Linked DNA regions of Mus musculus: all the other regions are linked to region 2. Evidence: chromatin contacts called from public Hi-C and HiCAR-type data. All regions are on one chromosome and are shown on one strand. The core of a region is the stretch at or near the end of the contact, and the rest is flanking DNA. Distances in the headings are between cores, read along the strand shown.

Region 1 (3,809 bases), core at 256-2,755, 790 kb after region 2:
TACTGGATTACTGGGCAGATCAAATGTATCTAATAAACACAGTGTGTTTATAGCAGTGCCTGGCATGTAGGAAATACCACATGAGACTTTCCTTAAAGAAACCTTTCGATGTAGATATCCTGGCATACATGTGTATGTAGATATATAGATAATATTTCAAGCATTTTTTTTCTTTCTACCTTAAAGAAATGCAAATTGGTAAAACAAAGCAAAACAAACAACAGGAACCCTGTGCGCTAGTTTCTCAGCATCTAGAAGATGTAGGTGGGGCCCTCATTCAAGCCTTATGCTCCACATTTCAAAGTGTAATGTTTTATAACCATATGTGTAGGCACGCCATCAGGGCCATCTCTTAGACATGTATTTCAAACACCAGGCTGGACTGAATCCAAAACCCAACCACTTTTGAACTTGTCCTTCTTCTGGGAGCAGGTCACACCCTTGGTGGACTCTTAGCCTTTGCACAGTGTCCTTTGCTTCATGTGCATTCCCGTGGCTCGGTGCAGCCTAGTGAGCTTCCACAGCCACCTGCTCAAATGTCAGGATTGCAGTAAAGCTATGCTTAACTCCCTCCAGGATCATCCTGGGATCCCCAGAGCAGGGTCTGTGTGTCTGTGTCCTAAGGTGTGCACACTCTGTTTTTATGATCGCTGTGTAGGCGAGCTCTGACTCTCCCCTGGGGCGGGGGCGGGGGGGGCAGGGACGAGACACAGCTGTCAGCACAGTGCTAGTTACCTAGCTCATGCTATGCATGGGTCTTGTTGTTTGTTTGTTTGTTTAAATAAATAAACTAGTATGCATAATTAGTGGATACAATGCAAATATCTTCCCCGTCTCCATCTCTAGGGAAAGCAGGGAAGAAAATGCGGAACTCAAACCCCACTTTAGGACTTGACCAATTTTGAGTGAAAGGCAGGATTTCCCTAAAGCACACTCCATTTAAGCCTGCCACAAGATAGACCCCTTAAAGCACTTGGAACCAGAGAGGTGATTTTTAGGGGATCTGTCAGGCCTTGGTGTCTTGCTGATAAAGTAGGATCTGACTAGAAGACTCCCATATACTCAAGAGATGGCAGTCTGGTGGGATGACCGATCTGAAGCCAAGCACAGTCCAGCCCATGCCTAGCAGTACCTGGGCATTTGATTCCTAGACTTGAGGTGTTCCCTGTTGAGAAGTGTGGTCCCGTCCCTTCTCTGTGTGTGTCTGTGTGTGTGTGTGTGTGTGTGTGTGTGTGTGTGTGTGTGTGTGCGTGTGTAAATTTGTAAAAGCCCTGTGGGGCTGCTTTTGTTGTTTTATGGACCAGTGGTTCAACCGTTCTCATTTTACAGTGCATTACATGTCCTAACCAAGGACACACCTCCTTTTATGGCAGAGGCTCAAGGAGTCTAAAATGAGGACACTGATGGCAGCTCTTCCCTAACTGGCTGTGATTCCTTCTGTGCTCAGGGTTCACGGGCCGCAGCAGGTCAGCCCACAGATACCTCCCTTTGCTTGCTACGTGGTCCTGTTGTCCTGTCCATCCCCCAATCTCTCTTTCTCACTCCTTCCCCCTGTGCTCACCCCCGCCCCCACCCCATTCCCTCACTTCTGTTGACATGTGACTTGTAGCATTGGCTGACTTCCTGCCTGCATCTTGATGTCTGCCAACTGGCCGATGATGGGTCTGCGATCCCGCTTCCCTCTGCCTGTTTTCACCCTCTGAACTGTGGAGGCAGCTCATAAAACATGGGCTCCACACATTTTACAGCATTCGGCTGGGCTTCTCACAGCACACATGGTAATGACAAGCAGGTTTCCAGGGGGCAGAGCCAACTGGAGGCTCAGGCTTCCTTTGCATGACATGTCAGGTGGACTGTGAGCATCTCCCGAGATGTCTCAACCGTTTTCACTTCTCAGGAGGTCAAAGGACATGTGTGGACACGGTTCTTTCCAACCGGTGGCCCCTTTCTGACTATAATACAAATGCGTGGAGTTTGATCCTCTTACCTTGGTCTTGTTGAATGCAGTATTATATACACACACAACCACGAGGAATTTTTAAAACAGTGTGTGTGCTATCTTTGCCCCTCATTCAGTTTTCTTCATGCAAGTAAATATAAGAACATTAAAGCCATGACTATTTTTTTTCAGGATCAATATTTCCTTTGTTCAGGTAAGGAATTCTACTCCGGAGTAAGATTCCTGACCTTATATGGCACTGGTCCCCAACAGATGCCAAATGCTCAGGTCCCTACATTCTAAATGTTAGGTACCAAATTGACCTTTCTGTAATCGATTTGTTTAATCCAGTGTTATTAAGAGCCAGCTGTTCCAGCATTGATTGGATTGATGCGATGGCCCTGGGAAGCAGTCACTAGACATGGCCAAAGTCACTAAAGTGTGTGTGTGTGTGTGTGTGTGTGTTCTGGGCAAGGACTCAGTTAGTAGCAGCATTGGATTATGCACATCACCAATAAGTCAGACCAAAGAGACAATTACAGGTGGCCTGTCACCAGAGGAGGGGGTGAAGTAGGAGAGGGAGGGAGAGAGGGCATGTCTAGCACTGTTGGCTTTGGAATTTGGCTACCTTTGGCCCCACATGCCTAAAAGAGTCTTGGAGCTTAAGAGCCAGGCATCTGGAAAGGCAAAGGATATGGGTATTGGTTACTAAGATGCCTTCTAGGTGGTCACCATGGCAATCTCCAAAGATGAGAGCCCAGGGGGGAAGGATGAAAAAGAGAATTTTTGACTCTTTCCATTCAGGCCTTAGAGCTGCTGCTGAGAGTTTCCTAGTAGCCTTTAAATGGCTGCCCTACAAATTTGGGCTGCTACCATGTATGAACAGGTCGGGCAGCAGCAATGCCAAGGCCAGAAGTCATACCATTCCTGTCAGTGTCCTTGGGCTCCTCATGTATTATCTCCTGTGCCTCCTGAGGTTTTTCTCTGCCTCCAAGACTTCTCCACTCTTCATCTGTCTCCTCTGATGTGTGGTTGGGAACCTCATCTTCCGATCTTTATTTTGGTTTTGATAGGAAAAAATTAGGCTACATAATAATACCTTGCAAGGATTAAGTGCCGTGTTGGGTGTATCTCCTCTGAGAAAGGTATTCCTGGGAGTGTACCAATAAAATAAGTTTAGTTAGCTGAATCATGTTTTGCAGACATCGAAGTTCTCAATTTAGAAATCTCTGCAAAGGATGGAAACCTGACCAAAGTCGTCTCAGCCTCACACTGAGATTTTTCAGTAAAGGTTTAAGAAGCACATGTTTTTTTCATGAATTACAAAATAAAAATAATAAGAGAGAGAGAGAGAGAGAGAGAGAGAGAGAGAGAGAGAGAGAGAGAGAGAGAAGAAGAAGAAGAAGAAGAAGAAGAAGAAGAAGAAGAAGAAGATGATGATGATGATGATTTTGCTAATGCTACCTACTTTATTCTTGACATGATTCGGTTCCTTTAAATATAGCAATATAGTCAGTCCTGGTACACAGACTGATAATCCTTGCTACTTGGGAAGCGGAGGCAGGGGGATTGTTGAATTCAAGGACTACCTGAGTTACAGAGCAAAGGCTAGTCTAAGCAGCTCAGTTAAGATCTTGTCTCAAAATACCAAATTGAAAGAAGACTAAGAGTGGAGGTCAGTGGGAGAAATCTTTGGGAAGCATGCGGAAGGCCCTGAAATCCAGGTCCCAGCCCTCCCCCCAAATAAGTAACTAACTACATACATGAATAAGTAAACAGGTCAATAAATGGGTAATTATGAGTGTTATTGGTTCTTATCCTGGGATAGGCACAGTGCTAAGTTCATTGGCAAACATCGTTTCCTTGCATC
Region 2 (4,103 bases), core at 283-2,782:
AAAACAAAACAAAACAAAACACAAAACCAACACACAGTGGTTGCTAATGAATGGCTGTTGCTTTCCTTCTCATGTTGGCATGCGACTATAACAGCAGCCCTTGGCTGCTGAAAGACAGGGATTGGACATTCCAGGTCACTTATATATACATAAGAAGAACATGCCACCAACCCCTTGACCAGGGTGGAAGATAGAATGGCAGAGAGAAACTGGTTTTGAAAAAGAAACAAATCTGTAATTATGTGTCGGTGTAGATGAAAAGTTACTTTCAGGAAATCCTTGAGAGATGGTTTGTGCTTCACAGATTGCTATAGTTCTCCCCTATCCTCTGTTGATAAATAACAAATCTAGCATCCCTGTAAGCCATCGATGGTACATTATTTCACCTTCATGCACTACCATGCAAGATGAGACTCAAACATCATTTGAGACTACAGATATGTTGGACAGAAGATGACCAACATTCTTTGTGGTCTAGTACCTCCATGCTAAACTCTGAGTAGTCCAAATGGACACAGATCTCCCGGTCCTCAAATCTGAACAGTCTAGACACAGGAGGACGAGCTAGTATATTAGTGAGCTTTCTATCACTATAATAAAATACCTGTGAAGTAACTTACAGAATAAAGCGTTACTTTTCTCGTAGTTCTGGGGGTTCAGCCAATGACCAATTGGGCCTGTAATTTTGGGCCAGCATACAATGCTGGGAGAGGATGGCAGAACACAGAAGCTACAGAACAAAAACGTTAAGAAGAGGATGCCAGAAACATAAAATCCTCCTTAAGAACATGAGCACAGTGGTGAGTAGACCTCCATTGGACCCTGTCTCTTACTGATGAGGAAGTAGTGAACAGCCAAGCTGTCACAGGGTTTCTTTTATTTGGAGGGAAGGGTAAGTTGGGTGAGGATGCAAAGGACACATTGGCTGGGAGAAAAAAAAAACTTTAATGACAGTAGTATCACTGTTCACGTGAGCATCATTTGTTGTCCCTACTTTGGAACAAGAGGTTCAATGATTTATTTTAGAATTGAGCCTTCTGAATTAACAAGCAGTGTAAACAACTAGCCTGACCATTGCTCCCGGCAGCCTTCATGTGAACTCACCTTGGTTCATATTGCCCTTGGGGCTACAGTAGATCTCTCTTCTAGAAGATGTGTATGGAGTTAGCATACAGATCATCTCTCCGAAGAATCACCTTCTTATGGGAAACCCCACAGGATTTGGACTCAGGCTGGGAACTCTGCTGCCACTAGTACATTTTTGGCTACTATTCAATGCATTGATTCTGTCACAGCCTGCTGCTTCTTGCTTCAGCAAATCTCAGAGATGGGAGTGGTTTGGCATCTCTTGGAGTGACATATTTGTGTGGAAAATAAAAGGTGACTTAGAGTTTTATAGCCATTTATTATTTTTATTAGTGGATGAGGAATACAAAACCACTTAGGTTTGGAGAGAGGCTTTCGACACTTTCCCAGACAGAGGCTTGCAAAACAAGGTCTTTGGATTCTTACATCACATTCCTTTGAAAGGTTATGTAACTGATACTTGGCTGATTTATTTAGCTTGGACTCATTTAATGGTGACTTTAGTAAGACACCATAACTGCTTGAAAAGCAAATTGAGATTTCAACTAAGCGCTGAAAAGGTCTCTTGGCTCTAAAAGCAGGAAGTAACATATCAGCCCAACCAGTCCTATAGCTCTGAAAATTTGTTTTTCATAAAAAAGAATGGATCAGGGAAGAGACAGGGAAAGAGCAACCCTATGAGTAGATGCTAAACTTGAAAACTCTATTTCTTGAGACAAACTTGGAGGTGTGCGGGAGGAGTCATTGATACTTTTTCACTGACCTTGACTGAACCCAGACCGCTGAAAATATCCTCTCAATGGATAAACAGCTTCAAGAGTCTGGCCCTCTTGTATTTTTCAGTGGTTCCCCAGCAGATTCTAAAGGAGTGGACTCAGACCTGGGCAAACACAATGGTGTAGTGGCTCAGAGGTGATCTCTGGCACCCTGAACTCTGACCTGAGTTAGGCCACTAAACAGACATGCCCACTCTGGACAAGGAGATAAGTGTTTCACTTGATGCTGTTGCTTTTGTTTATAGATCAGTATTGGGATTTGGAGTGTAAGAACTAATGTGCACAAAGCATCCGTGTATCACGTATCAAGCAGCCTGTGGGTGTCTAACTGTTCGAACCTGCAACATTTCAACTTTACTGTCACAAATGACCTGCGTGAGGTCATCTTGTGAGAACTAGACAGCCTGACTAGTAGATCCTTCTTTGTTTGCTACTGTCACTGTCACTACTGCACCAATGTCTGTTAGGATTCATTTGTTTTATGTCTCAGGTACCACAGTCTCTAATGTGCATGATTGAGTCACACCAATGTTTACGAGATGGAAAATTTAAAAATAAAATGGTGAGAGGGAACAGCTAGCATATTCAAGAAAAAAATACTTAGTCCTGAGCAGATCATCTGTACTACCCTCTCCAGAGATCATGAAACATGGTAGAAGAAAAGGCAGAAGGAATGTAAGAGTTGACGGGCAGGGTATCATGATATGGAAATATGTCTTCCAAGAATGGCATGTGTCCTTTACTCTCACACATTTGAAGCAGCTAAGATGATATTCACAAGCCTATAAATGTTCCATCATGCAGGAGGGAGGGGCTTATGAGGACAGTTAATAGTCACTGGGGGAAGGAGACACATATTCTTCAGTGGTATAGTCATTGGTAAATTGGCCATGTTTGGAACCAAAACCCTGACCCATGCCTCTGTAAGAAATCCTAATAAAACTCATTTTGTCATAACTAACTAATCAAATAAATAAATAAATAAATAAATAAATAAATAAATAAATAAATAAATCTAATTAAAAAGGGGTCAATAGAAGTAGAGAGGAACAAGAGAAGGTTAGTGGGGGTGGATATGATCAAAATTAACATACAAATTTCTGAAAATGTCATTATGAAGCCCATGATTTGATGAATATTGTGTTCTAATAAAATGATTAAACTTCTACGACAAAGCAAGGATGAAAATATGCAGTCACCACTGTCCTTTATTCAAAATCTGGTCACAAAGTCATAATTTTTCAATTTCCTTCTACTAAGTACCATTTTGCCTTTTCCGTAACCCTGGATCTAGGACATCCTCCATGGGTCCCCCTTCTACACATCTTTTAAGCAGACACTTAACAGAATCTGTGTCAAGAATGTCTTCAAGTGGCTCCATAGCATACAGCCTTAAAAGAAAAAAGCAGCATTTCCTTACCACAGAGTACAAGTTAGGGTTCGATACTGCCTTGTATAGTGGGTAAGGACCAGACTGGCTTATAAAGGACTGATCCTACCTTGGCTCAGTGTCTCCTCTGTGCCAGAGCCCATGTCTGCTTGCCCACCACCTGGCCTCTTTCCATCCCACGTGGGTGCCTATGCTTCAAGGATCAGTGCAAATACTAGCAGCCTATTCATCACTGCTATGGAGGAATAGCAGAGGCTTTGCTTGACCCACAGATTTCACGTGTTTCGCCAGCATTCATAAAACTGTGCCAGACAAACTTGGAGTAAAGTATCTGCATTTCCTCAACTTTTCCTTTTTATATTTTTATTTTAATTATGGTGATATTCAATAGATTTATGGGACACAGACTGCTCAAATTTGGGTTAACGGTTATATTGTCTTAAATATTAGAGAAATAATTAACATGCAATAATTTTCTATCTCTGGTAGCTATGACATTTCGATATATGTATGTGGTACATATGGATCAAATCAGTGCAATTACTGTTTCTCTCATCTGATCATTACATTATGTTTGGAGCCTTTGAGCTTTTTCTCTCTAGATACTCATGAAATGTATAATATGTTTTTGTGAACTATGGTCACCTCACTGCTCTTTAGAAGACAAGAATTTATTACTTTTATCTTAATGGTGTTTGGTTACCCGTTGTCTAACCTCCCACAACTCCCCATTCTTCTATGCTTCTATTAATCACTTGTATATGCTGAGCCATGCTTCATCCACACAAAATTTGCCTGCACTTGACTTGTCTCTCTTAACACAGTCTCACTCAGATACATCCATGTTTGCT
Region 3 (3,962 bases), core at 749-3,248, 810 kb after region 2:
TCTCTATCATGTGAGCACTCCATTGGTCCCAGTCTTGTCTTCTGCAGTGTGCACAGAATAAATTGTTTCTTTTCTTATTTGGGGGCAGCTCCTAGGCTGCTCACCGAGTGTCTCTCCTCTTCGGTTCCTGATCTGGAGCTGGGACTTTCTGGGGTGATAGGGACTTTTTGGGGCTCACTCACTCTCACAGATGGAGCCTGTGCTAGTGGCTTTCTGCAGAATCCCTCCCAGTCCATGGCAGTTGAGCTGCCCAAGACAATAGGATGGCTATAGTAATGAGATCCACAGGGCAAAGCTATGGAAAGCCAAATCCACACTTCGATAGATAAGCATTTCCCAAGGCTCTATGGAAACAGTGCATCCTGAGTTTGAGTTGGAACTGTCAGGACCGGCCTTACAGGGCAGCCTTGAAAGTCTGTTGCCTCTCTCTGCTCTCTCAGAATTCTGGTCAAGTTCCATTTCTGGAATTGTCCACATCCACTGACTTAATGCATGGGAGGACCAGAAACTCCCAAGAGAAGAAATATCAGCTCTCTGTCTATACACTCACACCACCCCGTGATGCAAGGTTTTTTGTTTGCTTGTTGGTTTTTTTTGTTTTGTTGTGTTGTGTGTGTTGTGTGTGTGTGTGTGTGTAACACACCTATGGGAAGCTAGTTATCCCCATTCTATCACTGACATTGAGGGACAGTTCTGTGGAGAGAAGATCTCTCATTTATTTCCTAGCCTGCCAGGGCTTGAAAGACCCAAGCTTGGGGCTAGGGCATGCTGCTGGCAACATCTCTCGCTTGGCGCCCTGTCCAATGAAGCACAGGCATGGGTTTCTTCATGGATCTGTCTGCTGGTCCCACTGCCCGCTGACAGCATCCTAAGTGACCAGAGGCCTTGCTGTAGGTCTGTAGAGACAGCAGTCGTGGGCTGGCACAAACTCACAAGCTGTGTCGGCTCCTCTTCTTTCCTTCCCCTACACTGAGGCAAGAGATGCAGCTTAGAGAAGGGTGAAGTGTGTATGGGGGAGGGGGGTTATTGTGAAGGTGGGGGTGGAGAGAAACGGAGGAACAACTGTAAAAAATGTTAATTTATTAATCACTGAATATATAGCAGTTCATCTGCAATGCTGTTGCCATGCCAACACCCTGGGAGTTTACTTTCTTAATCCAAGAGAGGAGCTCTCAGTCCCCTGCTCCCCTGCTGTGCCATTTGAATTTGCTGCTGCCACCGCTGCCACCGTAGTATCTGTTTTAGAAAACGGGGGGTGGGGTTGGGGGGGAGGGGAGGGGGATTAAGGCTCAACCACCAAAGCAGTCAGATGCAAAGCAGCGAGAGGCCTTTCTCAGCGCGACTTAGTAAAAATGACACAAATTAATATACTCTACTTAAACCAGACCAAGATTAATGGTTCTCTTTCAGTGCAGCTTAGCCCAACTGTCACTCGACAGGCGTTTGTCGGACAAAATCAACACTAATCAACATTTATTCGTCTCTTGCCCTTGGGTCTGAGGAGCGCAAGCGGGCTGCGCCATTCTCCCGCTCATCTCGCCACGCTTTTCACCCTCCATCCAGCTCCGCCATATATCACCCTTCCTCCGGGTGCCTCTGCTCGTCCGGATCCACAGACTCAGCTATCAGGGTACATTAGAGGCATGATAGATTTTCTGTTTTAATTTACATCTATTATATTACAACATAACAGAATTTTGATTCAGTAGAGACCTGTGTCTCCTATAGCCAGACTCCTTGGGAGGCTTTTTGCATTAACTTATTAAGGCTTGTTATGGTACAGCTTCAAATAGAGAGTCAGTGTTTCTCTCTCTCTCTCTCTCTCTCTCTCTCTCTCTCTCTCTCTCTCTCTCTCTCTCTCTCTCTCTCTCTCTCTCTCTCTGCCTGCCATGCTTAGTAAAGATGTCTTGGTGCGCCTTATTCACAAACACAGCTCATTTTCTGTACACTTGGCTTCCTGTACAGATCACATGAGGCTGGCGGAGTTTCCTCCCTTACTTTCTGATTGGACTTTGATCAGCCAACAATGGCAGCCGCGAGGGAGCTCCCCCTTCCCAGCCTGGCCTAGGGAAATGGCCTCCACAAACCAGCAGCTACCCCCTCCACCCAGAGCTGGTCTCCAGCATCTTCTTTTCCTCTTCCTTTCCTCTTTGATCTCAATTACAGTTAGCTTTTATTTGTGTTGAAACACGTGTGTATGTCCACGTGTGTATGTGTGTATTGTGTGTGTGTTCGCGCGCGCGCACGCGCTCGAGCGCCTGTGTGGTGATGGTAGGGGGGAGGGGTGCAGAGAGGAGGGAGAGAGGGAAGTGGCTGGGTTAGCCACAGATGATCCTGTTGAAAGGATGACTGAGAGGTGTGCCTGGACAGGGCTGCTTGCTTTCTCTGTGGCCTCCCTAAATGAAGCTTCTTCCAGCTTGGAGTAAGGTGTCTGTGTGTGCCTAGCTAGCGCAAAGTGTGTATGCTGCTCCACCTCGGTAGTGTTTATCTTGCTTACAAAGTTGGATTTTTAAATTCATTTTAAACAATGCGTTCGTTAATGTAAGATGTGTGTAGCAATGAGTTTGGTGTTGATCCTCCCTGCTTTCATCCATTTCCCCACGATTGGGGATTGTGGCTTTGAGCACACATTTTATTTTTTGACATAGTATTCTTTGAAGTGTTTGGTAGAATTGCTTTCTGGCTTTTGACTGTCAGTGGAGACTCATTACACTTCAGCTATCTGGTCACCTGGGGCCACTCCGCACACCTGTGGGGGACAAAAACCCTCCTCTCGGCTTGTACCTTTTAACCTTATAACCTATTTCCTGCGGACACTGTGACTTTGTCAGCCACTCAGGGTGACCGAGCCTTCCTCTGAGTTCTGAATTTCTTCCACTAAGCTGTTGCTTCTAAAGAGCAGTGAGATTATCTTGTGGCCAAAAGACAGAGAAGCCTGGGGGCTGAGTTGGGGGATGTGTGGTCTGTGCGTGTTTGCATGTGGTTGCTGAAGTGTAGGGTGTGTTAGGAGGATGGCTAAGGCCTTCCATTTTGGTTTCTTATTACATAGCAATAAAGTAAATGACGCTTAGTATAACTCTGCACTTAGAGAGCTGTAGCTCAATTTAAGAAACAAAACCCCACCACCAGGAGTTGCTTCGTATCTTGAGCTTGGGAAACTGACCTTGTTAATTTTAATGAGGGGAAAAATTCTCCAGCTGGGGCTGAGGAGAAAAAAACGAAATACCAATGAGGTTATCACGTTGGGTGATCTCACTGAATTCAGCGTGTAATCAGAATGGTGCTTAGAGAATTTTCTAGAGTTTACAAGAAACTGCAGATGCCCTCCCTAGTATTGAAGGCTGTTTTTTCCCAGGAGGCCGAGCCGAGCCGTATATGGTTTCTTCCTTGTGGAGCTATTTGAGAAACTAACATTAAAAAGTTGGGTGCAAATAAAACTGAGATTAAAAATGCATCAGTGTGTTGCTTTTGTGGCTCTGGCAGGAAGGCAGTGAGGTTGATAGCAGCTACAGTCAGTTAGAAGCAAAGGCCTCCCTAGTTCAAGTGCTTGCAGATGCCGGGTGGGACCCAGGCATCTGGCTCTTTATCCCCCAAGCCAGGTGAGTTGAGGGAGTCCTGTTATGCAGTAGGCAGCTCTTCAGTCCAAGCAGCAAGTTGATGGCTTTGACCCTGCTCTTGAGGAACTGACAGATTGTGACCAAGGAGGTTCAAGATGACTAGAGGACAGTTTTGCCCTCAGTTATGAGACGTGTCCTGAACTCTAGTGACATTTTGTTGGGGACAACAGAAAGAAACATCACCCATCAAGGTGTTTGACTGACCCTTTACTTTATCCTTGTCTACCAGATGGCAGATTCTTGGGAGACCACTGTATTAGCAGGCTTTTCAGGAGTCCAGGGCACGTAGAACAGCTTTGCTATCCTCCAAAGTTTCAGCTTGCTGATTCAGGCACTTTCCACATC

What was found. A called contact is a pair of places that touch in the nucleus more often than the background predicts. HiCAR-type assays count read pairs that join an accessible place to other places.
Region 1: a HiCAR-type map of fibro-adipogenic progenitors shows a contact between it and region 2, with 6 times the contacts expected there. The contact joins two enhancer-like sites. A contact is called at or near these places in 2 of 484 Hi-C or Micro-C datasets (liver and uterus) and 4 of 115 datasets of contacts at active chromatin or transcription factors (embryonic stem cells, fibro-adipogenic progenitors and kidney).
Region 3: a Hi-C map of liver shows a contact between it and region 2, with 2.6 times the contacts expected there. The contact joins two enhancer-like sites. A contact is called at or near these places in 1 of 484 Hi-C or Micro-C datasets (liver) and 3 of 9 other capture datasets (embryonic stem cells, embryonic tail and embryonic trunk).

The regions. Positions count from the first base shown.
Region 1 is chr1:168,378,262-168,382,070 of GRCm38.p6, reverse strand. The region is part of intron 2 of Pbx1 (pre B cell leukemia homeobox 1); the gene reads left to right. Gm51671 (a long non-coding RNA gene) reads right to left here. Exons shown (of 2, transcript XR_003948152.1): 2 at 1-3,809. Among named protein-coding and RNA genes, the nearest start is that of Gm51671, 34 kb to the right of the region's middle. Within about 2 kb of position 1,505, at least 36 of the 459 cell types and tissues checked have an H3K27ac peak or open chromatin away from gene starts, as enhancers often do. A contact at or near this core is called in fibro-adipogenic progenitors, where this site is marked.
Region 2 is chr1:169,163,585-169,167,687 of GRCm38.p6, reverse strand. All of the region lies in intron 1 of Gm39697 (a long non-coding RNA gene), which reads left to right. Among named protein-coding and RNA genes, the nearest start is that of Gm39697, 7.2 kb to the left of the region's middle. Within about 2 kb of position 1,532, at least 21 of the 459 cell types and tissues checked have an H3K27ac peak or open chromatin away from gene starts, as enhancers often do. A contact at or near this core is called in fibro-adipogenic progenitors and liver, where this site is marked.
Region 3 is chr1:168,355,412-168,359,373 of GRCm38.p6, reverse strand. The region is part of intron 2 of Pbx1 (pre B cell leukemia homeobox 1); the gene reads left to right. Gm51671 (a long non-coding RNA gene) reads right to left here. Exons shown (of 2, transcript XR_003948152.1): 1 at 1-3,962. Among named protein-coding and RNA genes, the nearest start is that of Gm51671, 11 kb to the right of the region's middle. Within about 2 kb of position 1,998, at least 82 of the 459 cell types and tissues checked have an H3K27ac peak or open chromatin away from gene starts, as enhancers often do. A contact at or near this core is called in liver, where this site is marked.